6 separate regions of the Mus musculus genome follow, and regions 1, 2, 3, 4 and 5 are each linked to region 6. Evidence: chromatin contacts called from public Hi-C, HiChIP or PLAC-seq and promoter capture Hi-C data. All regions are on one chromosome and are shown on one strand. The core of a region is the stretch at or near the end of the contact, and the rest is flanking DNA. Distances in the headings are between cores, read along the strand shown. Region 1 holds the start of Clk3 (CDC-like kinase 3). Region 2 holds the start of Man2c1 (mannosidase, alpha, class 2C, member 1). Region 3 holds the start of Neil1 (nei endonuclease VIII-like 1 (E. coli)). Region 4 overlaps Edc3 (enhancer of mRNA decapping 3). Region 5 has its middle 7.0 kb from the start of Gm46115. Region 6 holds the start of Scamp5 (secretory carrier membrane protein 5).

What was found. Promoter capture Hi-C pulls out the DNA fragments that hold promoters and counts their contacts. Hi-C and Micro-C count contacts between places; a contact is called where the count stands out from the background. HiChIP or PLAC-seq counts read pairs in DNA pulled down with a chosen protein or histone mark.
Region 1: an H3K27ac HiChIP or PLAC-seq map of microglia shows a contact between it and region 6, with 6 times the contacts expected there. The contact joins the promoter of Clk3 here to the promoter of Scamp5 in region 6. A contact is called at or near these places in 6 of 39 promoter capture datasets (the C10 cell line, cranial neural crest, embryonic stem cells and 1 more), 3 of 484 Hi-C or Micro-C datasets (embryonic stem cells and stem cell-derived neurons), 4 of 115 datasets of contacts at active chromatin or transcription factors (astrocytes, large pre-B cells, microglia and 1 more) and 3 of 9 other capture datasets (adipose tissue, embryonic stem cells and liver).
Region 2: an H3K4me3 HiChIP or PLAC-seq map of bone marrow-derived macrophages shows a contact between it and region 6, with 4 times the contacts expected there. The contact joins the promoter of Man2c1 here to the promoter of Scamp5 in region 6. A contact is called at or near these places in 3 of 39 promoter capture datasets (the C10 cell line, cranial neural crest and neural stem cells), 2 of 115 datasets of contacts at active chromatin or transcription factors (bone marrow-derived macrophages and fetal liver) and 3 of 9 other capture datasets (adipose tissue, liver and pancreatic islet).
Region 3: a promoter capture Hi-C map of liver shows a contact between it and region 6. The contact joins the promoter of Neil1 here to the promoter of Scamp5 in region 6. A contact is called at or near these places in 7 of 39 promoter capture datasets (the C10 cell line, the HPC-7 cell line, cranial neural crest and 4 more), 1 of 484 Hi-C or Micro-C datasets (bone marrow-derived DN3 thymocytes), 17 of 115 datasets of contacts at active chromatin or transcription factors (the 230-238 cell line, T-cell acute lymphoblastic leukemia, astrocytes and 11 more) and 3 of 9 other capture datasets (adipose tissue, liver and pancreatic islet).
Region 4: an H3K4me3 HiChIP or PLAC-seq map of fetal liver shows a contact between it and region 6, with 5 times the contacts expected there. The contact joins the enhancer-like site here to the promoter of Scamp5 in region 6. A contact is called at or near these places in 7 of 39 promoter capture datasets (the 3T3-L1 cell line, the C10 cell line, embryonic stem cells and 2 more), 5 of 484 Hi-C or Micro-C datasets (B cells, the G1E-ER4 cell line, the HL-1 cell line and 2 more), 3 of 115 datasets of contacts at active chromatin or transcription factors (embryonic stem cells, fetal liver and microglia) and 1 of 9 other capture datasets (liver).
Region 5: a contact with region 6 is called in a Hi-C map of bone marrow-derived macrophages, with 20 read pairs. The contact joins the enhancer-like site here to the promoter of Scamp5 in region 6. A contact is called at or near these places in 8 of 39 promoter capture datasets (the C10 cell line, the HPC-7 cell line, cranial neural crest and 4 more), 1 of 15 datasets of contacts at CTCF or cohesin (large pre-B cells), 2 of 484 Hi-C or Micro-C datasets (bone marrow-derived macrophages and nephron progenitors), 4 of 115 datasets of contacts at active chromatin or transcription factors (bone marrow-derived macrophages, embryonic stem cells, microglia and 1 more) and 4 of 9 other capture datasets (adipose tissue, embryonic stem cells, liver and 1 more).

Annotation. Positions count from the first base shown.
Region 1 is chr9:57,762,969-57,766,550 of GRCm38.p6, forward strand. It overlaps Clk3 (CDC-like kinase 3), which reads right to left and starts at 2,146. Exons shown (of 13, transcript NM_007713.5): 1 at 2,106-2,146.
Region 2 is chr9:57,128,420-57,132,090 of GRCm38.p6, forward strand. Man2c1 (mannosidase, alpha, class 2C, member 1) reads left to right here and starts at 2,358. Exons shown (of 26, transcript NM_028636.2): 1 at 2,358-2,470; 2 at 2,740-2,862; 3 at 3,113-3,236. The coding sequence starts at 2,370. Man2c1os (mannosidase, alpha, class 2C, member 1, opposite strand) reads right to left here and starts at 2,871. Exons shown (of 2, transcript NR_102289.1): 1 at 2,130-2,871; 2 at 1,563-1,708.
Region 3 is chr9:57,146,004-57,149,738 of GRCm38.p6, forward strand. Neil1 (nei endonuclease VIII-like 1 (E. coli)) reads right to left here and starts at 2,302. Exons shown (of 10, transcript NM_028347.3): 1 at 2,081-2,302; 2 at 598-1,054. The coding sequence starts at 1,031.
Region 4 is chr9:57,735,298-57,739,254 of GRCm38.p6, forward strand. The region is part of intron 4 of Edc3 (enhancer of mRNA decapping 3); the gene reads left to right. Among named protein-coding and RNA genes, the nearest start is that of Clk3, 28 kb to the right of the region's middle. Within about 2 kb of position 1,959, at least 13 of the 459 cell types and tissues checked have an H3K27ac peak or open chromatin away from gene starts, as enhancers often do.
Region 5 is chr9:57,208,212-57,212,190 of GRCm38.p6, forward strand. No RefSeq gene overlaps it. Among named protein-coding and RNA genes, the nearest start is that of Gm46115, 7.0 kb to the left of the region's middle. Within about 2 kb of position 1,275, at least 1 of the 459 cell types and tissues checked has an H3K27ac peak or open chromatin away from gene starts, as enhancers often do. A contact at or near this core is called in bone marrow-derived macrophages, where this site is marked.
Region 6 is chr9:57,466,618-57,470,485 of GRCm38.p6, forward strand. Scamp5 (secretory carrier membrane protein 5) reads right to left here and starts at 1,443. Exons shown (of 7, transcript NM_020270.3): 1 at 1,316-1,443.

The DNA.
Region 1 (3,582 bases), core at 896-3,395, 300 kb after region 6:
GGCTTGCCTGGCCAAGCACCTTTTAAACAAATCCATCAAGGCTGCTCCATCTCACCAGCACAGTCCAAAGATGAAATAGGTACTTGTGTATGAGCAGGATTGGGAGGCAATTTATGTAAACCTCTGGGAGCCCTAAGAAAGGCACTGTTGTTTTCACACTTATCTGAATGTCCCCCACCCCATGACCTTATGACAGGTGCTCAGGCTGTAGCCTGAAAGCAGTAGCCCATGTCTCACCAACTGACCCAAAAGACAACCTACTGGCCAGGCATACATCTTCCCAAAAGGCAAAGTGGTCCTGCCCATCCTCACCAGGCAGACAGAGCACCCTAAGCATCCTATCTGGAGGATGTTGTAATGCGGTCTAATCTACAGCAGACCAAAATTTTCCTTCTGGGACCTAAGTGGATTTCTATGACCACATATGTCTACTTGAGTGGAAAGTCACAGCCTCAGAGTCGAATGCCAACCTGCTCCACAGCAATACCACTTCACTGTTGCCTTTAGGCAAGTTATTAAACCACTTTAAGCTTCAGCCTCCTCTTGAAACAAGGGAACAATAATCTCTTACAGGCTCCATAGGAATTAAATGTCTGCCCTATAAAGTCAAAAGCCTAGCACAGGTTTGGGCCACAAGAAGTACTAAAGACAGCCTTTCATTAGCACTGAGAAGGTTCCGGCTAACACTCAGGGCTATGTTGAATGCCTTAATTTATAATTCCTTCCAAGGGACCGGGTAGGAAGTTTTGGCAGGAAACCTTGAACTCGATCCCAGTGTTGCCACTTACTGGCCCTGTGGCCTTATACAAGTCACTCTAGACCTAAATTGTCATGCCTGAAAAATGAAGATAACACCTCTCATACTGGCAAAGATGGCCCAATATTTTGGCCATGAAGTACCACACATAGGCAGTAATGGAGATAATCTCCCTTGCAACGCATCCCAGGCAGGTGAAAAATGGGAGCTACCAGGTGGCCCATGTCCTCCTCCCAGCCAGGTCGTTTGAGCCTATTTCTCACAAATTCTCCGATTCCATGAGTCCTCGGCAAAGAAGCTTTTTAAAACGTAAAGGCCACAATTATGCTTTGGGAGGCTCTGCTCTGAACAATGAAGAAAAAGGCAATGTGACCAATGAGACCAAGTTACTGGATGCCAATTTTTCTATGAGCACAGGCCTCTCTGGCTTCTCATTTGCTGTTCCTGGCTAGAGAACCGGGCTAACAAGAAGAGCAGCCAGCCAGGTCAGCGGCTGCCCTCCCGGATTCCTGCCACCCAAGCGACCCATGGTTATTTTTGGCTGGCAGTGCCCCACCACTGCAACCTCAAACCTGCCACCTCGCAATCTGCGGCTGCCACCGGGCAAAAACGCTCCTCCTTTTCAAGGGCACGGAGGAGGGAAACTGGAAGGCCGCCAACTCCGCCTTGATGGGGGCTAGACTCTGGCAATTCCCACCCAAGCATCAGGGCACCCGCACCCGGAACTAAAGCATAGAGGCTCCCGACCGGACCGAGGAGCAGCCTGGACATTTGTACTCCTGGCTTGGTCTGGCCCATTCTCCGGGATGGAGCGGTTCCATCATAACAAAACACGGAGGGGGCCGGCGGCCCGCACTCGAGTCCCTTCCTTCTGCCCGAATCCCAGGGATCTCAGAGCCCCGTTCCCCGTAACCGCCAAGGGAAGACCCGGCGACCAAAGGGATGGCCAGCCTGGGCCAGAATCAAACTCCAGGCGGCGCGCGAAGGAGATCTGCGGGCTAAGCCTCGAGCTCGGGGCAGGGAAAGCCTTTCCAGGATAGCCTAGGTCGGACGCGACCCAGCCAGCGGGCCGGCGCGGGACCCAAAGGGAAGCCTCCCAGCCGGCTCCGAGGCCGCTGGAGCTCCGCCTCCAACACCGCGGGAACCAGAAAAGGGGTCTGCAGTGACCGCCCTCAGGGAGAGAAGCGGCGGGTCAGGGGTGAGAGGTCGGGACCGCGGCCTGACGTGGGCCGAAGAGGGAAATAGGTCCAAGCCGAGACCCGACCGGGTGGCACGGTACCCGTACCGGCGTGGCCGTCCCCACCGACTCACCCCAGCTGCCCGGCCACGGGCTCGGGCCCACACTCACCGTCTCCCAGGCTCCGGCTGCGGCTAGGCCCCACTCCCCACTCCGAGCGCCTCTTCCGCTTCCGGCTCTGGCCTCCGCCCGTGGCAGCACCGCCCCCTCGCGTGACGCAGCCGTCGGCGGCCCGGGCTCGACCCGGCCCAGAGGCCTGACCGCTCTAGCCCCGAACTCGCAGACTCTGGGGGACTGGCCTGCCCCGCCAGGGTCCGGGCGACATCGGTGGAGGTCTCTTCCCGGAGGTCCCGGGAGCAGCCTCGGGCCGCGGCCTGCCCCTCTCCGTGTGGTGCTGCACGTAGGCCCCCGAGGCCGCATCGGTGCGCGACCACGGTCTGAGGACGGCTCTGGGCCTAAAGGAGGAACCCACCGGACTGCCAGGCTGGGGCCGCTTCCCCGCCGCGGCCCAGCTGTGCTCGCCAGCCTCTTCCTGCGCGCGGAGAGGACCGGCATTGTTCTCCCGGGGCCCGGGAGGGCGCTAGAGACGAAGGCGGTCGGTGCGCCCGGGCAGAGGAAGGCGGGCGCGACTCCGCTTGCGCGCAAGAAGCAAACGACACATTCTGCTCTCGGCTTGTGCGGGTTTTTTGAAAGTCCTGGTGCCACGCCCCAGCTGGCTCGAGCGAGCAGTCTCCGGGAAGATCCCCGCGAGCCTCGGCGGTGGGGTCTGACGGAGAAATCGTCCCCTTCCCTTGAACACCTCAGAGCGTCTTGCTGTCAGTCTTGCTAGGAAACCCGCGCCACACAAAAGCCCCGAGCCGCGCCGCGCTCCCGCTCTGCCACTCGAGTCACTCAGCCCGTCCTTTCGCTGCGGCATCGGGCGTGAGGCACCCAGTCTAGACCCCTCCCACCTACTGTCCAACGCTTTGTCGTGGCAGGATCATGAGGTCTTATTTTTTTTTTTTTCAGAAGAGAATACAAGTCGCGGTCCTTTGGTTGGGCCTCGCTTTGACAGCGTCCCCGCCCCCGCGCGTCGCGCAGCCAAGCGGGCGGGTGCCGCGCCTAATTGCCCCACGCCACGCGAGGTCCGCGAGGCTGCGGCGGCCGGCCAGGGCGGGGCATAGCTTTAGGATCTTGCTGACTCAACGCGGACAGCCAGGGTTTCCCAGGTGTCCCCTCCCCGTACGGGATGCGCGCCCACCAGGTGCTGTGGCTCCCTAGGCCCCCCTGCAGTGATGAAACTGCCTTTAGAGAGCTTTGCCTCTGGTTCTGACGTAATGGCCCGGCATCTTCATCACCAACCAAGTAAAAGCGGTTGAGTTAAAAAGCTGGGTGATTATGTTTTGCAAACTCAAACTGACTCATAGTCACCTTCCAACCCCACAGACATTCAACAGCCATTTCAACTGCTTCTGCCCGAGTCCTGCCCCATTGGTTTCCAGCCTAGAAGCCAAAGATTGAAATATCCAGGCGTCAGAAGATGCAGCTCCCACCTGAGGCCAGGCCCACACTGATAGAATTTCCTTCGTTCACAGGTTTCTGTGGTGTC
Region 2 (3,671 bases), core at 1,108-3,607, 340 kb before region 6:
TAATTTCTCCAGGTTACAAATAGGATTTTGCTTTAAATAAATAAGTACTTGTAATTGTCAAATTAACATATCAACAGTGAGGCCAGTGGGATGGCTCCATAGATAAAAGTGTTTGCCACATAAGCCTGACAAGTTTGCTCTCTGGATCCAATAGTGGAAGGCAAGATCTGACTCCCAGGAGTGCTGTGCCCTGTGGCACCTGAGTGCCTGTTCTTGTGCTCACGCACAGGCACACCGCACCTAGGCTCCTATTTCCCCTCTCAAAGTTCTAATTTCCCTTACTGGGAATAAGGCTACAATTCAGGATACCGAGCCAAAGAGTCAAGTGTATTTGTAGAAATTCGAAGGGAATGAATTTTACATTGCTTAGCAACATACACCAACAAATGCTTTTAAAATTGTAGCGTGGGCCTTTAATCTCAGCACTCAGAAGGAAGAAACAGATCTCTGTGAGTTCAGAGCTAGCCTGGTCTACATAACTTCAGGATAGCCAGGGCCACAAAAAGACCTTGTCTCAAAAAATAAGATTAAGAAAATTTTTTACATTTATTTGTATGTGTGCACATATGCATCAACGTGCAAGTGTCAAAGTCAGAACAACTTGTAGTCAGTTCTAGGACTTGAATTAGGTTTCAGGCTTGGCTGCAAGCGCATTTATTTGTGCTAGTATCCCCATCCATCTCACTAGACTCCACTTCTTAAAAGTTACATTTAAACGTGATCCATAACATTGGGGTGGGGTGGGGGCTCAAATGTGGTTGGCCTGGACTTTCTGAACAACAGACTAGCTGTCATAGAATTCGACAGCCATCACCTAGCAAGTCATAACCAGGTATTTTATCTTCCATTTAAAAATCCTCAGTCCTGGGGTCAGTGAGATGGCTCAGCTGGGTATGGTTCTTGCCACTAAGCCTAAAGACCTGAGTTTTGAGCCCCAGGCCCCACATATCCCACCCCCAACCAAATAAATTGTAACAATGTTTTTAAAATCCCCAACACCACCATAAAGAAAAATAATTTGACTTCTAGGTTTTCAAAAGGTGGCACAGTCCTTTAATCCCAGCACTTGGGAGGCAGAGGCAGGGGGATTTCAGAGTTCAAGGCCAGTCTGGTCTACAAAGTGAGTTCCAGGACAGCCAGGGCTTATACAGAGAAACCATGTCTTGAAAAAAAAAAAAAAAAAAAACTCATGAATTTTGCCTTGGACTCCTGAATTCTGGGAATACAGGTGTGTGTCACCATATCCTGCTTTTAGGGTGTTTTTCTCATAGGAGGACAAGGAAACTTGGAAGTAATCAAGCCTAATGGGAAAATGTAGGGCAGTGGCTGAGGCAGCATGCCAGGAAGAAAGGGTCTGGCTTCCTCAGCTATGGTTCACCTCTCCCCCTCTATTTCCTTAAGACTGCTGGCCTAGAAGGATGGGGAGCATGGGTCTGACCAGCAGCAGCCTTGGCAGTTGCTACCTATGTACTATGTACTGCACCTCCCTGCAGGTCAGGGTAAGATTTCAGGGCCCTTTTAGGAGAAAAAGTCCTTGTGACCAATAAAACAAGGGACTTTGCTCAAGTTTTGACAAGTTATTTTAATTGGCATTGTATATTTCTTACTTGATCATTTTTCTGGGTAACCTGCATTTGGAATGTAAACCTGGTTATTTCCATTAAAGCAGGCTAGTTAGATTCCTCCTGTATTATTTTCTTCCAGACTCCTGCAAACGTTAAAGCTGGAGGTTAGCATTCAAACTTCCTTGCACTTGTTGACCTGCGTTAGATCAAAATTCTGGACATTGGGGTAATGGGCAACGGTGATGCATGTAATGTAATGGAGGATTACTGGTGTGCAAAGCCCCTTTTCTGTATTTCTGAAAACACCCGAAGTAGCCTTGCGCTTTTCATATTATGCAGTTACCAATGCTTGAGTAAGTGAAGAGAATGGAAAACTAAACCTTTCCCATGCCCTTCCAGGGGTTCCCTCCCTAGCCCTTCCTTCAGAATACCAAGTAGCTCAGGCTGTACTCAAAGGCGCTACATTGTCGCAGATTACTCCAATTTACACTTCCTGGTCTGTGAACTTTGTGCATCCTAGGCAAGCACTCTCCCTACCGAACCACACCACCAGCTCAAACTTACCATTGTATTTTAAAATAATTTACCCAGCTGTCTGACAGCAAGGCTGAGGTGAGAACCGCGAAGGCTCAGCTTCCGGGTTTCACTGGGAGGCTCCCCAGAGCCAGCCTCTTGCAAAAGCCGTGGTGTTCCCAGAAAAGCTGCTCGGGTCTGTAAGCTGGTTGGATGCCGGAACCTTTGGTTCCAAGCGGTGCAACGAGCCGGCAGCACCAAGGATCTTCCGGGGAGGGAAGGCGCATCGCCATGGCGGCAGCGCCGTTCTTGAAGCACTGGCGCACCACTTTCGAGCGGGTGGAGAAGTTCGTGTCCCCGATCTACTTCACCGACTGTAACCTTCGCGGCAGGTGTGGTCCTTGGCCTACCACACCCGCGCGCTCTCCCCTTCCCTTCCGGAGGGAAACCCAGGCCGTGGCCAACCGGGCCGCGGAACAAAGTTCCCGCCACTGCCAGGCCAGGGGCTGGGGAGCGAACGGTAGAGGTTGGTCTGTGCTGCTGAGCTGCCAGGCAGTCCTCACGGCCTTAGCCAAGGGAGAGCGTTTCCCCAGCCATCCGCTGGCTCACGGGTGGGACAGGGGCGGCTTCGAGCATGCGCCCATCAGCTGCTCCTGCCCAGGCTCTTCGGGGACAGCTGCTCGGTGACACTCTCCAGCTTCCTGACGCCCGAGAGGCTTCCCTATGAGAAGGCGGTGCAGCAGAACTTCAGCCCTGCGCAGGTCGGCGACAGCTTCGGACCCACGTGGGTAACGCCCAGTTTGGCGAAGCTCCGCCCCACGACCAAACCCTAGTCTGCTAGATAGCAGAGTGGCGCCCTCTGCTGAGAGAAGCTCCTTTATCCTTCGGCGTCTTCACTTGAGTATTTTCATCCCTGCTGCCTCTCCCCCTTTCCCTTTATTCTTTGACCATTTCTCTGATGCTGCACATGCATGGAGAACATCTTAAAGCCGAGGGTTTCCACTCCTAGGCCCATCAAAATGGCTCTCTTACAGATGGTGGACCTGCTGGTTTCGGGTAGAACTGGTCATCCCTGAAGTTTGGGTGGGCCAGGAAGTTCATCTTTGCTGGGAAAGCGATGGAGAAAGCCTTGTCTGGCGTGATGGGGAACCTGTCCAGGTGAGGTGTCCTCTCTTAGAGCCAGATACTGCCACAGATTAGCCTGGTTTTTGGAGAAGCCACAGCTGAATGAATGGGTCTCCAGAGTAATTTCATGATTTCGGAACTGAGGAAATTGCCAGTGTTTAGACACACCCGAAGAGGTTATCAGATCCCATTACAGATGGTTGTAAGCCACCAGAATTTGGACACCAGTGTTATAAATCCCCAGTTTTCATAAGCTAGTTTTATTGTGTATAGTACATATGTATTGGGGGAAACTTCAAATCATTCTAAAATGATATAAAGTAAGGTATTAAGTTATCTTCCCATGAATAATGAATTTCTTTTAACTGCACTTCACATTCCCCAGATGTTAAATGTTAAATGTCATACCAGGTTTAATCTTTGTAATGCTATGTGATGACACTTTATATCCATTATAGATTTTAAAAA
Region 3 (3,735 bases), core at 1,052-3,551, 320 kb before region 6:
AGGGAGGAAAATGAGAACGGGCCAGGTCCTCTCCAGGCTTACACCCCTCAAGTTCTTGCCAGCAAGGCTTTCCTCCAAGATTTAAACAGCTTCCCAGTCTCCATCAGCCAAACCCCAGCTTGAAGGTCACTTCCCTAGAATGGCCATGCCTCCTGAGATCCCCACCTTTGGCCAAAGTCTCCTGGCCCCATCTTACCCGCACGTCATCAATGTGGTGAAAGTTTGCTTTGCCCACTGCTGTCCCCTACAGAGCCTGTCTCACAGCAGAGACCCTTATTGCCTCTTTAGAGGCAGGTTCTGATGACAGGGACGGTCACAGAGGAAGCCCCAGGACATAGACAGGTAAGCAGTCAGAACAGAGAACCAAAACTTGACTCAGAAACTCAATCACTAGGCTATCCTCTCCCCACTGTGCAAGCTTGTTTCTTAAGTACTACAAAAGCCTGATGCTGTTTCTGTATCCTCAGACCTCCGGCTGGTCTCCCTCCTTTGGGCTGCCCTCTCATAGACACCATCTCGATAGATGAGGGACTGAGGCTTAGTAGAGGGCTGGGATTTGTTTCTTATTGGTCTAGTGCTCCACATACCCAGGCCTACCTGAACCGTTCATACTCCAGCAAGACACAGGGTCCACGGCCTGGTTGCCATTCACCCCCAGGATCCCAGTGGCCAAAGCGACGGATGTCTACGAAGCAAAGGGCAAGCCGGGGAGCAGGTGGGGCTGTGTAAAAACGTAGATGGGCGTGGCGGGGCAGTGCCTCTGCGGGTACCAGCTGGAAGGATCCTGACATCCCAAAGCGGAAGACAAGGGACAGTGGCTTCTGAGGGGGCTGGGACCCAGGCAGGGGGCTCAATGTCAAGCGCAGCTCCTTGCCTCGGGCTAAAGCTGAGATGTGGTAGGCACTGCTCTCAAAGGGCACCTCCGGGTTCCGGCTGACAGAGGACTTCTCCACACACCCACCAAATACCAGCCCCTTACATGTCTCATTCACAAAGTGGCTGGCCAGGTGCAGCTCTGGGCCCTCTGGCATTCTGAAGGAGGAATGGCTGGGCCCTGTAGTAGGAAGAGGACAACAGGTCGTGCCAGAAATGTCTTGTTCAGTAGGAATTATTACCAAGTTTGTACAGAGGAAAAGTCAGAGACACAGAGAGGCATAGCGCCATATAGGATAGGCAAAGAAATGGTGGCCTGGCCACCCATCCAAGGTACTGGGTACCAGGAAGCTGAAGCTGGGAGGCACATGGCTGTCTTGCTCACTGGTGCTTTCCTTCCATGGCCTCCACACCTCGCTTTAGAATACAGTTCAGATTCTTGCTGGAGCCTATTACCTTGTGTCCCCCAATCCCTCCTACCCACTTACAAACCTGTTCCTCCCCAACTCCTGGCCTTTGCCCCTGCTGCCTCCCATCCCACACACAGTAGGAAGTTTGAAGGAGGCCTTCTCTCTCCCTAATCCACATCTTAACTTAGGAGCTCCCAAAGTTCAAAGCTACTCAGCATCTGTTCTAGCACCTCACGGCACCCAAGGCAAAGCTCGGGTCACTCATCCACTACAGCTCAATCAGGCCCTGAATCTGTCTACATCCATGGAGGTAGAAACTCAAATGTGCGCTGGACCAATGGGATTGACCTAGCCTGCCATGGTCACCCAGGCAGAAGAGAGAGGCTTTCTCCCGGCTGCCTTCTTGTCAGGACAGGAGGCAGAAGTAGGAGAAGGGTAAGCTCCAATCTGTGCACAGCCCTGTTCTCATGGATCCCTGGGGTGCCAGGAAGGACAGGGCTCTCGTTCTTTGTCCTCACCACCCTCCTCTATCCCTCACCTCGCGCTTTGCTACTAGCAAGATCTGAGGAGAAGGTAGGTAGGGAAGACGGGCGGTTTTAAAGTAGACGCGTTGGGGGCTTGGCACCAAAAAGGGTTCGGTTTGCGGAAAACCTTCAGAGTCCTAGTTTTGCGAGGTGTGAGATAGCGCACACACCCAACAAAATTTTGGTTTCTCTGTCTTTCCCGGGCTCCCAGATCCTTTAGATCTTCACCTTTACTGAGACCCCGAATCGCCCCCATTAAAGTTGAATGAATACCTGCTCTGGTTACTGCTCAACCTGAGGCAGCAGCCAGTAAGGGGTTAATCCCAGCAGTCTGCCGAACTTCAGAGCACGCTGGGAAAGGCTAGAGACACTCTGGTACCTGCTGGGAAATGTAGTTTTCTCAGGCAGGCGGCGCAGTATGGAATGGAGTTCCTTATTTATGAGAATCCCGGGTGTTGGGCAAGCTTTGGAGCAGTCGCGTAACCCGGAGGTGACGAAAGAACTGTGAGCAGAGCCTTGTTCCGAACTGGTGCCCGGAGTCGCAGCTGCGTCTGCAGTTGAAGTCACCAGTTAGCCTGGCCAGGATTGACGCCAGCAGCCGGAAACGGCGCTGTGTAGAGCCACAAGCAGCTGTATGCGAGGCATACACAGGTGCAAGATAAACAATCCCTGGGGACCCAAGATGGCCGTGTCAATGAGCAGTCAGATGTAACATATAAACAACTTTATCACGGCCTGCGGGAGCTAGGGGGCCGAGAGGGGGGAGTGCATCCGGCAATACCACAGGGGCTTATATCTGGGGCAGCACTAGGTAAAGTCAGGAGTTAGGCACAAAAGCTTGGTTTGACTGTCACAACCTCAGGCAAAAAAAAAAAAAAAAAAAGTGTCGGCAAGATACCTTTTGCCAGGCACAAGGGATCGATTCAAAGTTCAGGAACAGAAGCTGAGGAAGGCCTGTGTGGCTGCCGCAGGGGTGAGTGGTGATGGGTAGGCTAGGGGAGAACAAGAGGAGAGAAACATTGGTGAGGCTAAGCCTCAAACGTCCCTGGGAGATGGAAGCAGCATTATTAAAACGTATAAAAGAGAAAGAAAGCCTCTGCAGGTGCGTTGTGCTGACCAACAGCGGAGACTCACCCTTTTACACACTTATTTCTCTTGTTCCTCCAGTCACCCATTTACTCATTTCTTATATTTTTTAGGAGAGGACGGTTAAAGAGAGGGTCTTGCTATGTATTCCTCATTGTCCTGGGCCTCAGACTGGTTCCCAGCTTCCCCTGATCTTCTCTTCAGCCTCCTCAGTAAGAACTGGGATGATAGGAAAGGGCCACTGTCGTGGTTTGAATGAGAATGGCCTCCACAGGCTTCCCGTCTCATCAGGCGGCTGTACTCACGTGTTCAAGCATGAACTAGCAAGCTCGCACACACATGGGGTGGGGAGGGAGATGATAAAAATGTCTTAAGAAACACAGCGTGTGGAATATAAGCAGAGTGGAATATTATACACTGCCTGCCACAGGTAGCAGCATAGGTGATTTTGAGGATATTATGCTAGGTGGTAGGTAGGTCAGTTACAGAAGGACAAACACTGAGATTCCATTTATGTGAGAAGTCCACATTAATCAGACACACAGAGTGAGGAGAAAGATTGTTGAAGATGGGGTAGGGGAGGAGAGGTTGATAGTAGGAATAAAGTTCCAGTTGCCTAAGATGAGCAAGTGCAGCATGCGGTCTGTAGCTAACACTGTTGTACAGCAAACTCTCTGTTGGATTCTTTTTTATTGTCGTTGTGCTGTGTATATGATGTGTGTGTGTGTGTGGGAGGTATTCATGTACCACAGTGCACATGCGGAAGTCGGAGTCAGGTCTCTCTGGCCAGTTGAAGCAGGCCTCTCTTGTTTATGCTGCTGTACTGCACTCCAGGCTGGCTG
Region 4 (3,957 bases), core at 709-3,208, 270 kb after region 6:
CTGCTGCTCTTCTAGAGGTCCTGAGTTCAATTCCCAGCAACCACATGGTGGCTCACAACCGTCTGTAATGGGATCCAATGCCCTCTTCTGGTGTGTCTGAAGATAGTGACAGTGTACTCACGTTAAATAAATAAATAAATAAATCTTTAAAAAATATATATTTTACTGTTCTGAGCAGGGCGGCCGTGGTACAAACCTCTAATCCTAAGACTTGAGAGGCAAAGGCAGATCTCTGTGAGTCTAAGGCCAACCTGGTCTACAGACAGCCAGAGCTACTCAAAGAAACCCTGTCTCAGAAAAAAACTTACTGATCTGATGTCTGACTACCTGAGTTTAATCTCCCCAGAACTATATAATGGTAAGAAAGAACTGACTTCCACAAGTTTTCTTAACACTTCTACATATATACCATGACATACATGCACAAATAAGTAAATAAATAAAAATATTTTAAAGTAAAAATTGAGAAGATTCTAATACTAGGAGAGGGAAGCTAAAAGTTCCCAAAAGAACTGTTGGAATAGAGACTAGAAGCTGGCAAGGTAGCTGGGGCCTGATAGACGAGGTGTCTGAAGTACAGGATGTGGGATAGATGCAGCCAGAACGGAAGGCCTCCTGTGCCAGGATAATGTTTGTTATAGTATTAGGCTTCTCTTAACAATTCCTTTTGATGCCACATTGCATTTTGTGGTAGCTTTAATATTGATCTGGAGGGGCTGCCTATACATTGCTAGTCTGAAGGTGCTAATTTGCAGGTGGTTTTGAAACGTAAAAGGAAGACATGCTTACCCCGAGACTCCCCATTTTGGGACTGCCACAGAATAGACTCAGTTCACAGATCCAGAGGACTCCCTTGCCCATCAGTGGAGCTGTGTCCATTGTTGATGAGATACAGGGCACAGAACCTCTCCCACTAAGGAGCCACCTTTGTGTAAAGATTGCATTACACTGAGAGGCACTTGGCTGTAAGAGTCAGGCAGGAGGAAGGCTGGACGGGGTGGACGGGAGGGAAGCTTGGATGTAGTACTGCCGGACTGGGGCCTGGAGAGTATCAGGACAGGTGTGTCTGTGAGGAGACACAGTCTGCAGTGCTGTGGACCGGAAGGCAGAGTGCACAAGTGACAGTATGGGAGTGGCAGACACATGCAGTGCTAGACCACTGGGTCCTACGACCCAAGAGTCAGCCCAGCCAGGCTGTAGAAGTGTGCAGAGAGGAGCCTCGTTTCCTGGCCTATGCAGTGTGCGCTTGAGTTGTTTTCCATGATACCTAGAAGTTAATGGGAGCGTTACAAATGCTGCGCTTGTCATGACTGGATACGGTTAGCTCTGCCTTTAGTCAGTACAGCTGTAAAATACGATATTCAGAGAAACCCAGCAACTGATTTGACTGCCTTGATTTGCAAACAATAAAGATCCACCTTCCAACCCAAACATAATTAGGTTTGGCCCATGTTCAGATGGCCAGTGTTATTGTTCGCAGTATACACGCTATGTTCTTGCTTCCTTTCCTTTGGGGCTTATTTTATTCCTCCTGCCTGTTTCTGATAAGCCTGTCTAGCTTCTTGAACTTTATTTATAAATGTTTAAGAGGAACTTTTTGGATTCTTGTGTGTTCCTTTTGGAGAAGCAAACAGAGCAGGCTCCAGTAAGGTCCCCAGCATAGGACCGCAGGCAGAGAGGATCCTACCCCACCTCACTCTAGGCTAGCTATCAAACTATGCCAGCCATCATTACAGACCGGGGGAGACGGTAGGAGACTCTGTTCCCAGCTGGAGTAGCACCTAGCCAGGGTAGAAACTGCTTGTTTCCCCTTATCTCCAGAGCTTCATTCATATTCTCTAAGACTGTGAGGGGAGAACCGGCTGAAAATGAATCTCCTTGTTCCCAGAGAGTGTCCTGTCTGTACAGCATAAGAGCTTGAAAAGCTTGATTTACAGTGTAGCAGGTCACCCATTTTAAACCAGTCGTACTTGTTCAGGTAAGTAGGTGAGGGAGTGTAGACAGAGTGAAAGCTCTCCTTTGCATGACTTTGGAGGTAAAGAGGTTTTTGAGGTAGGTGTGCAGCTAATTGGACAGGACAGCTTAGGAGTCTTGAAAATTCAGCCAGCCTTTTTACTGCTATCAGGGCTTCCTAATTAGTTCTGATAATATGTGTCTGTCTAAAGCAGGCCATTAAACATGGCCGTTTTAATCAGCTTTTGACATGTAAGGTCAGGCTGCACCTTTAGCCTTGGCACCTGGGACCCCAGTGACTTACATTTTAGAAAGGGGTGGAAAGAGAGGCTCTTGTTCTTAATGGCACTGTTTGTCACCTCTGCCCATAACAAACATGAGAGGCAGGCAGGCAGAAGCACTCAGCTGACATTTATTTTGACAAATGTTAGGCAATTTTCATTATGTCTTCCTTACATTAAATTGTATTATTCTGCCTTACTTGAGAAGACACAGGCCTAAATGCCATAGACTTGGGCTTTCCACTTGGTTCCTTTTGCCAAAACCCACAGCAAATATCCTTCTTGTGTCTGGTTTGGGCAATCTACACATCCAAGGCTGCATTCATAATAGAAATAAATGAAATTTCCCTAGAAATGACCAGTGGGCAGGCAGATTTTTCTAATCAGAATGCTAGAGCAATGGGATGATGATAAATCCACAAGAAAACTAATGTTTTTAGACTAGATCATAAATAGTGTGAGGTTTGTGTCTGTACATTTGACCAATTGGTGAGACCATGCCTGTGTTAAAGACAGAGATGCAACAAGCTCAGTGAATCATGGCTATTTATTGATATAAAAGGGTCACTACCCTACTTGAAGGAGTTAAGAATTTGGGATCCAAAATGCCTGACACAGATAGCATGCAATCCTCTGATGACTTACTAGAGCCTGTTTTGTTGTTGTTTGTGTTTTTTAAGTGTGTATGGGTGGTTGCCTGCATGTGTGACTACCACATATATGAATGCCCACAGAAGCCAGAAGTGTCAGATTCTTTGGAGTTATGGATGATTGTGAACTGCCATGTGGGTGCTGGGATTCCAGTCTGGATACATAGGTCTTCATGTATTCTCAAGAGTAGCCAGTGTTCTTAGCCTCTGAGCCATCTCTCCAGCCCAGTTCAGACAGGGAAGCTAAAAGGTCTTCCTGGCAGTGGACCTGCTTTTCTGGGCCATTGCATTTGGAAGATGACATTGTTATTTTGGGAGAACAAGACCTATGTTATTAAGGAAAGGGCTTCAGATCACAAGTTTTTACTTTGGTGTTGCTTTGTGCTTGGTTCCCTGACCTCTAAGATGTTACTGGTCTGCAGGCGCTAATATATGTGATGTGTACCACATAAACTTCAGAACTCTTAGAATTTTGTTTCTGGTGAATGAAAAAAAAATGTTCTTTTAAGTAAAGCTTGACGTTGTTTCACTGTAGACCTTCTTGATGGCTAGAAGGTTGGGTAGTGTGCATAGGGAGAAAGTGACAATGTTACTTGAGAAAACAAGTTGCTGGCTGAATTTCTTAAGCTAAGAGGAAGAACTACCTGGAAGAGAGAAATAAGAGGAAGCAGAGAGCAAATGAGTGTGACCTCCTACCAAGAAATTGATAAGAATGGCAGTGTTTAAAGGGGTCAGAGGATGAATTAGTATCTGTTCCGATTCTTGGAAAAGAGGAGCAGCCTGTTTGTGAAGAAAACTCTAAAGTTCAAGGTGACTTTTTCCATTTTTAGGAAAAGATATTGTTTTATTGTGATGGGATGCTATAGTGGCCTAAGCTGGATTGCTGAGGAGGGAGAGCACATTCCTCCTTGCTTTTAGAGTAGTGGCTCTCAACCTCCCTAGTGCTGCCAGTCCTTAATGCAGTTTCTTGCACTGTGGTGACCCCTGACATGAGATAATTTTCATTCCTACTTCATAACTGTACTTTTGCTGCTGCTATGAATTGTAATATTTTGTTTTCTGATGGTCTTAGG
Region 5 (3,979 bases), core at 25-2,524, 260 kb before region 6:
TCTGCATCTTTTACATATTCCAGGGTTATCATTTTTAAAAAATTTGTTTATTATAAAATGTGAGTACACTGTCTGCAGGCACATCAGAAGAGGGCATCAGATCCCATTACAGATGGTTGTGAGCCACCATGTGGTTGCTGGGAATTGAACTCAGGACCTCTGGAACAGCAGTCAGTGCTCTTAACCTCTGTGCCATCTCTCCAGCCCCCTAGGGACATTCATTAGAGAAAAATGTATCCTGTTTGCTCACAGTCCTTTAGGAGCTGGCTTGGTTCTCCACAGCCATAGCATTGGACAGCCTGAGCTCTCATATCTTCTGCCATTGTCTGTCCATCCACAACTAAATTGTAAGCATTACATCCAATATCTGAAGTAGTTTTAATCCACTCATAAATAGGTACAGATCGGGTACCAGAGATGGCTCAGTGGTTAAGAGCACTGACTGCCCTTCCGAAGTTCCTGAGTTCAAATCCCAGCAACCACATGGTGGTGGCTCACAACCATCTGTAATGAGATCTGACACCCTCTTCTGGTGTGTCTGAAGACAGCTACAGTGTACTTACATATATATAATAATAATAAAATAAATCTTTAAAAAATTGGTACAGATCTGGCTCTTAAAGATCTAACAGTCTTTTTGCATTCAGCATTAGCTTTCTCAGAAGCAAAAGACTCAATTATTTCTCTAGCATCTGTATCTGATATTGCTCTATTTAGAGCTGAAGTTAATCTTTGTTTTTTTTAAAAAAAAAAAGAAGTCAGCCAAAGGGTTTGTCTGAACCCTGGGTTATCTTTGTAAATGATCCAGATCATTTTCCCTTGTTCAACCTTGTCCCAAGCATTTAAATGACATTACTTTAAGGTGGCATCAAAAAAAACATAATTTGTACTCTAGTTCAGAATATTAACCTCCACCTAGCAACTGATCCTTGACAATATTAATATCTCTAGTTTGATTCTGTTGCTCCATAACTGAAGCCTCATCTGTCTACCATGTCAGCCACCGTAGTTGAGGGCCAGGTTCTAACATGGATGACATCAAATCTCTCTAATCTTTTGGAATTATACAATTTTTGCATGGCCCAGTTATTATCTGTTTCACGTAGGGTGAATGCATGCTATAAGACATTATTGCTTCATTAAGTCTTTTTAAGTCTAGTATTTCTATAGGCTGCCAGCAGCCAAATACTTCAAGCCAGTATGATTTCTCTCTCCTGGAGCTACTTCTCTTACAGTAACTGGAAAATTAGTTGTGGGTTTTCTAATGGGCCATCCTGTAGGTGGCGCCGTGGGCTCAAGATTGGATTTGTCTGAAGGTTTCTTTATTCTTATCTACAGGATCCTCTAATCTCTGTTCTATCACTTTTAATCTGGAATTCCATTTCTCAATCTTCTCCTTATCAAAGTCTGCTTTATTCTGATCTTTCCTTAAAGAGAGCATTGAAAATTGTGGTCATTACCAAACATATATTTCTATGCTGATATATGAAATAAAATTATACCGGGTCCACTTGCCCTCTGCCATTGTATATTCCACATCTTAACAAAATATATTTTCAGTTTTAATCTAATTCTCTCCTTCCTTCAGAGACTTGACTTTATTATTCTCAAACTAAATATTTCCCTTATTTCAACAGCAAAGTACACTTCTAACTGTTTCTACTTGTTTCTTTTACTGCTTTCAAACTTAATCCATTACCAGTTCAGAAGCTTGAGCCTGCAGCTTCTCAGTCAGACAGCAAATTCCTGAAAGTTCTCTCTCCGTGGGGCAGCAAGCTCCTCAAGCTAGCAGACACACCTTCTCACAATAACCGCAGTAAGTATTTAATTAACGCTTGCTTCCAATTTGGTTCAAAATTTTGGAACTGGTCTTTCTATCACAAATTTAACAGTTCTCTTCCCCCTTTCCTACTATACATACTTATGTGTGTACATGTATATGTATTATTTTATATATATAGTATATTACATATGTGTATTATATATACATAAATGTATAATATATGTATATTTTGAAGTATTTTGTATATTGCATATATTGTGTGTGTGTGTGTGTGTGTGTGTGTGTGTGTGTGTGTGTGTGTGTGTGTGTTTGGAGAAGGACATAGATCAGGTCACATGGGCTTCGCCCTCAGGATTCCAACTCTTGATAATGAGCAGTTAAGCAGTTCTCATAACCTTTAGGACAAAGATACATTGTATAACAATTTATGGCTCATCTTAAGTTACCAAAGACCAGTTTTCCTAGTAGATTTAGCAGCTGAAGTATTAATAATACTTTTCTGCGATGGTATAATTATAGTTTAGTAGCCCACTACAGTGTGTGTACAGATAATCTTAGTTTGCTATAACATGCCATGTATGTTATTTGGATTCAATTTTTTTTTTTAGAAAAATAATTTTTAAAAAAGAGTAAGTATGAGGGGGAAAGTTTTTTTTGAGGATTTATTTTTGGTTAAAAAGGGTTAACAAAGAGATGGCTCAATGGTTAAGAGCACTGACTGCTCTTCTAGAGGTCCTGAGTTCAATTCCCAGCAACCACATGGTGGCTCACAACCATCTGTAATGGTGTTTGATGCCCTCTTCTGGAGTGTCTGAAGACAGCTACAGAACTTATATACATAAAATAAATAAATGAATCTTTTTTTTTAAAGGGGTTAATGAGAATATTTTGGATAGCAGTGGATTTTGTGTGATTAAAAAAAAGGGGGGGGGGCTGGCAAGATGGTTCAGCGGGTAAGAGCACTGACTGCTCTTCTGAAGGTCCTGAGTTCAAATCCCAGCAACCACATGGTGGCTCACAACCATCCATAATGAGATCTGGCGCCCTCTTCTGGAGTGTCTTAAGACAGCTACAGTGTACTTACATATAATTAATAAATAAATCTTTAAGAAAAAAAAAGATATTGTCCTAAGAATGAAAAATAACAGATGTCAACAAGACCATGAAAGCCTGAAGCCAGCTCACAGGTCTAAGTTACACAGGTTTATGGGATATGACATAAGGCTGGTGTGTGTTTGATGACTGAGATTTAACAAAGTCTGACCTGAAGATGTATGTCTAATTTAGCTGTAGACGCAGAGCAGAGAAACTCCATTTGGTTGCTAGGCCACCATCTTAGTACCTAATGACTCTTAGTACCTAAAGACTCAAAGTTCCAGGAGGATGAGTTAGCTCCCAGAAAACAACCCTGACTTAGTGCCCCCCACCCAGGAACACAAAGTGTCAACCACCTACCCTGTGGTGAGAAGACTATGGCCGCCTTTGGCTTCTATAACTTACTTATGCTGACACCCAAGGATCCTTTGGGGTTGCCCTGACAGAGCAGGCTTGTTTGCTTGAGTAGGTAGATATTGATGGTCTTCTTGTGGTTTTGCCTTTTAAAACCGTTCCCCATACCTCTCTCTCCTTTACGACATGCCTGAGACTTGGTTTTACGACTGTTGTCCTGCCAGCATCGAATCAATAAATCTTTTAAGTTAGGATTGGATTGAGTCTGTGGTCTTTTTCCCAGGGATCTCAGACTCCACAACAAACCATTTGGAGAAAGTGGGTTATAACAAAAAAAAAAAAAAAAAAAAAAAAAAGAGCACTAGGGAAACCAGGAATGTTAAACTCGGGAGGAGGGGGCCTCATCAACAGAGGGGATTCCCTGGAAAGCTGGGAATGGGTGTAGTTTATCTTTGCTATCTGTAGAGCCAGGTCTCATTTGAATCCCCAAACTATTATGTTTATCCCAGACTCTTCTGAGTCCTGAGTATTCTTTTTCAGTCAATAGGACCCATTCTTATGAGAGAGGTCCCTTGTACTTTGCAAAACAGTTGACTATGTTTGTCCCAGACCCTTCCTTATCCTGAACATTGTTCCCAGTGGGTTCAACCCATCTTCATGGAAGAAGTCCCAGGGACTGTGCAAAAGAGTTGTCAGTGAAGCTATGCCTTGTTATGTTGCAATCATTGTCACAAGAAAACATTTTCC
Region 6 (3,868 bases), core at 193-2,692:
AACCATTTGTAACTCCATGGGCTCCAACGCTGGGTCGGAGGACACTGCACACAATGGTGCACATACAAGCAGGCAAAACACCCATATATATGTATATGTAGATTACAATTTAAAAACATAAAGGAAAGAAAAATAGAAATGGCCACAAGTCCCAGGACTCCTAATCCCCTCTACTAACACTCCATTTTCGATGGCCCATCCCTGCCACGGTTCTCTCTCAGCAATGGAGAGCTGGTCCTATCTCTCCAAGTTCCCACAGACGCTAAACTAGCAACCCCAAGCAAAATCTCTCTGCCAACCGTGGCCCTGCCAGAATCATCTCCCTCTTTCACAGTCCTGATGGAGAAGACATAATGGGTAACGCACGGGTTGCACATTTCTCTAGACCATCCCTCCCACACACACCACAGACAGGCTGGGGTGGAGCAGCAGTGCTTCATGCCCACCTCTGAACTTTGTCCATTACCACACTGAGATGCCCTCTCTCGCCTCTGCCTCCTTCCAAATCCCACCTCCAGAAAGTCTCCTCCTGACAGCTGCTGCCTCTTGTCTCTGTCTCCAGCCCTGGCCTTTGCTGATCTCCTCAAGTCGGCCTTTAACAACCAATTATCAGTCCTAGTCTTACTTGACTCCCCCAGACTCCAGATCAGGAGAACCTCAAGGCAAGGACGGGGATTGGTTCTTACACATCTCCCCTCCTTCCTCGTGACTGACTGGTGCTAATGCTGGATGCGCTACATCCAGCACCCCCATCCCACTCCCCAAAGCCCTGGTGGTATCCGGGCCCTAGGCAGTGCACCCATCCCCCTCCTCCAAAAACCAGGCTGCTCAGACCCGCGGTACAAAGGTCGGCCTTCCAGGGATGAGTACAACTTGGGTCCACCTGCAGGTGCCTTTTGTGATACCACGGTCACTAGATTCCAGACGTTCCCATCCCCGGCCGCATGCGCCATCCCAAAAGGAGGAGGCCGGCTTCCAGGGAATGCCAGGTGGAACTCGGGGTTTGTGGGGTGGAGGGCCCAAAGCCCAGGCTCCATCCAAGGGCCTGACGTCACCCAAATCCCGGGCTCCCTCTGCGGGGACAGAGGAAAGAGGAAACAGGAATGGGGAGGAGGATTTAGGGGTGTACAAAGAGCGCTTACCACCCCAAGCAGGAAAGGTCACCTCGACTCCCCACCTCTCCAGAAGCTCGACCTACCCCCTCAAATGAAGAGGGACTCTTTGAAGGCAGAAAATTGGAGCCGCTGACACCTCTCCAACCCAGCTCGTAGCTTCCCCGCAGTGCCCTCCTTGGGTCTCCAGGCCCAGGACTCACCAGCCCCGACCGCTCGGCTGCAGAAAGGTAGTCGCGCTGCGCCGCGCTGAGCTGCGCTGCACCGGGCGATCAGGCGCGGAGCGGGCCGCGAGCGGCTCCCGGATTGGGGGCGGGGAGCGTGCGCGCGCGTCCGAGGCGGGCCCGCGCGCTCCCGTGCCGCCCTGCCTGCTGCAACCACTCTCGCGAGACTCCCACACTGCTCGTAAGGCTATTCCACGAGCGCTCGCGAGAAGCAAGGCACCGGCGCCTCCGCACCTTGCAGGAGCTGTCCGTGGTGCTAAATATTCGGCCGTTCCTCGTCCAGGTGCTAGGTGGGCACCTTGGGGACAAGAGCACAGTGAGTGCATAGAAAGGAGAAACATACAGTAGTGCCAGCAACTAGTGCCTTAACTTCCACATCTGCAAAGTGGGAAGAATAACCCCCATACCAATCGCAGGGACCTGTGGGATGTACCGGGAAAGAGGAAGAGACAGCTTGATGAGGGGCTGGAGAAATGGCTCAGTGGTTAAGTGTACTTGTTGTGCTCTTACAAAGGGTTGGGGTTTGATTCCTAGCACCCATATGGTAGTACCATAACCCCAGTTCCGGGGATCCAAATCCAGAGTGCTTGTCTCTGTGAGTTCAAAGGCAGCTTAATCTTCATAAGTTCCAGGACAGTTGGAGCTACATAGTGAGATCTCAGAGACAGACAGAGAGAGACAGAGAGAGCACAGGTGTGTGGGTTGATTCACATCAATATTCCTAGCCCTTCCAAGACACAGGCAATGGGGTCAGTGCAAGTTCAAAGCCAGTTTATCTACACAGCAAGTGGGGAAGTACTGGACTACCAGGATACACATGAGCTACTGTCTCAAAAAGGAAGGGAAATAAGGAATAGAAGAATAAGGAATAGCTCTGAAAAAAAAAAGACAAGAAAGAAGAAGAAGGAAAGAGATAATAATGTACAGATGTTAACAGCAAGAATGAGAAGGGACCAAGGTAAATGCTTACAAGTGCAGAATTAGTGTAGCTCCGAGACTCCTTGGCGACATGGGGCTGGGGTAGGAAGACAAGCTGCCATTGTGAGTGGTGTTTACATAGTAAAACCCTGTGGGTCCTCCACAGCCAAGGCCATCCCCTGCCCTGCCAACCAATGGCTTCGATCCCTCACCCACACCACCCTGGGCCTGGAAGAGGGCTTCAGTGGGTGGGATACACTGCAGGGATTCTTTGCCCAGACTAAGGGCCCATTGTGTGGCTCTAGCCTGCTGGCACTGGGGCCTCACTCCCACAGCTGGCATGGGAAGGGAGGGAGAGGAGAAGAGCAGACAAGAACAAGTGCAGAAGAGACCAGAAGGAGGCTGAGCTGGCCGAACAGGAAGCAGCAGAAGCTACCAGACCAGCCAGAAGGAAGAGTCCCAGCCTTCAAACAGAGACCAGATTCTCTTTTATTTTCAATTTCTTTTTATTTTTTATGATTATTTTGATGTATAAAAATTATATATAATTTTTCATTGTTATATTTTGTGCGGGGTGTTTTGCCTACATACGTGTCTGTGCACCATATAACCTGCAGTGCCTGTGGAAGTTGGAAGAGCACATGGGACAATCGTCTAGGGACTGGAGATGGTTGTGTTCTGCCATCATTAGGGTCATGGGCATAAGACCCTGGTTCCTCTGGAAGAGTAGCCAGTCCTCTCAACCCACAGAGCCATCTCTCCAGCCCCTGGACTTCCAGGTTCAAATGATTGAGTATGTTAGGCAGGTAGCGAGCAAAAATAAAAGAACAAACAGCAAGTAGCAGATGTGGAGTAAACATCAGGACATCGGGCTGACAACATCTAGCAGAGGCCTGGGGTGGGGTCAGGGGACAGCCATGCTGTAGTTTCCCCCACTGACAGTATCTTTGTCAAAGAGGTCCAGGCTTCCTGTTCACACTGGAGGCAGATTTACACCACGGTAACATCTGGGGAAAGTGTATCTTCCAGCTGTGCACAAGAGCACAGTGTTTTTACTCTTGGGTTATTTTGCTCTACTCTCTGCCAGTCACAGAAGCAAGGCGCCAGCCTCCCCCCAGACAAAGGGCTTTGGTGGACACTTTATATAAGAATGCTTGGGTCACCGGGCAGTGGTGGCGCACGCCTTTAATCCCAGCACTCGGGAGGCAGAGGCAGGCGGATTTCTGAGTTCAAGGCCAGCCTGGTCTACAAAGTGAGTTCCAGGACAGCCAGGTCTACACAGAGAAACCCTGTCTTGAAAAACTACAAATAAATAAATAAATAATAAAAAAATAATAAAAAAGAATGCTTGGGTCAAGATTGCTAAGGGAAATCCCCCTACATCCAGTTTCTCAATAAAGGTTAACAGCACACGACAATCGATCAGTATGTTTTGTATTACATCACTACTGACTATCCCTGAAATAAACCAAGTTTATGCTGGTTTACAAAACTACGGGGAGAACCGATGAACTTATGAGGTCTGAGAGCGACAGCTTGGACAAAAGCTGGGACCTGGGATGATAACGCTTCCTCAGGGTGAATATCTGGATTCCACATGGAACTATTAAGAGA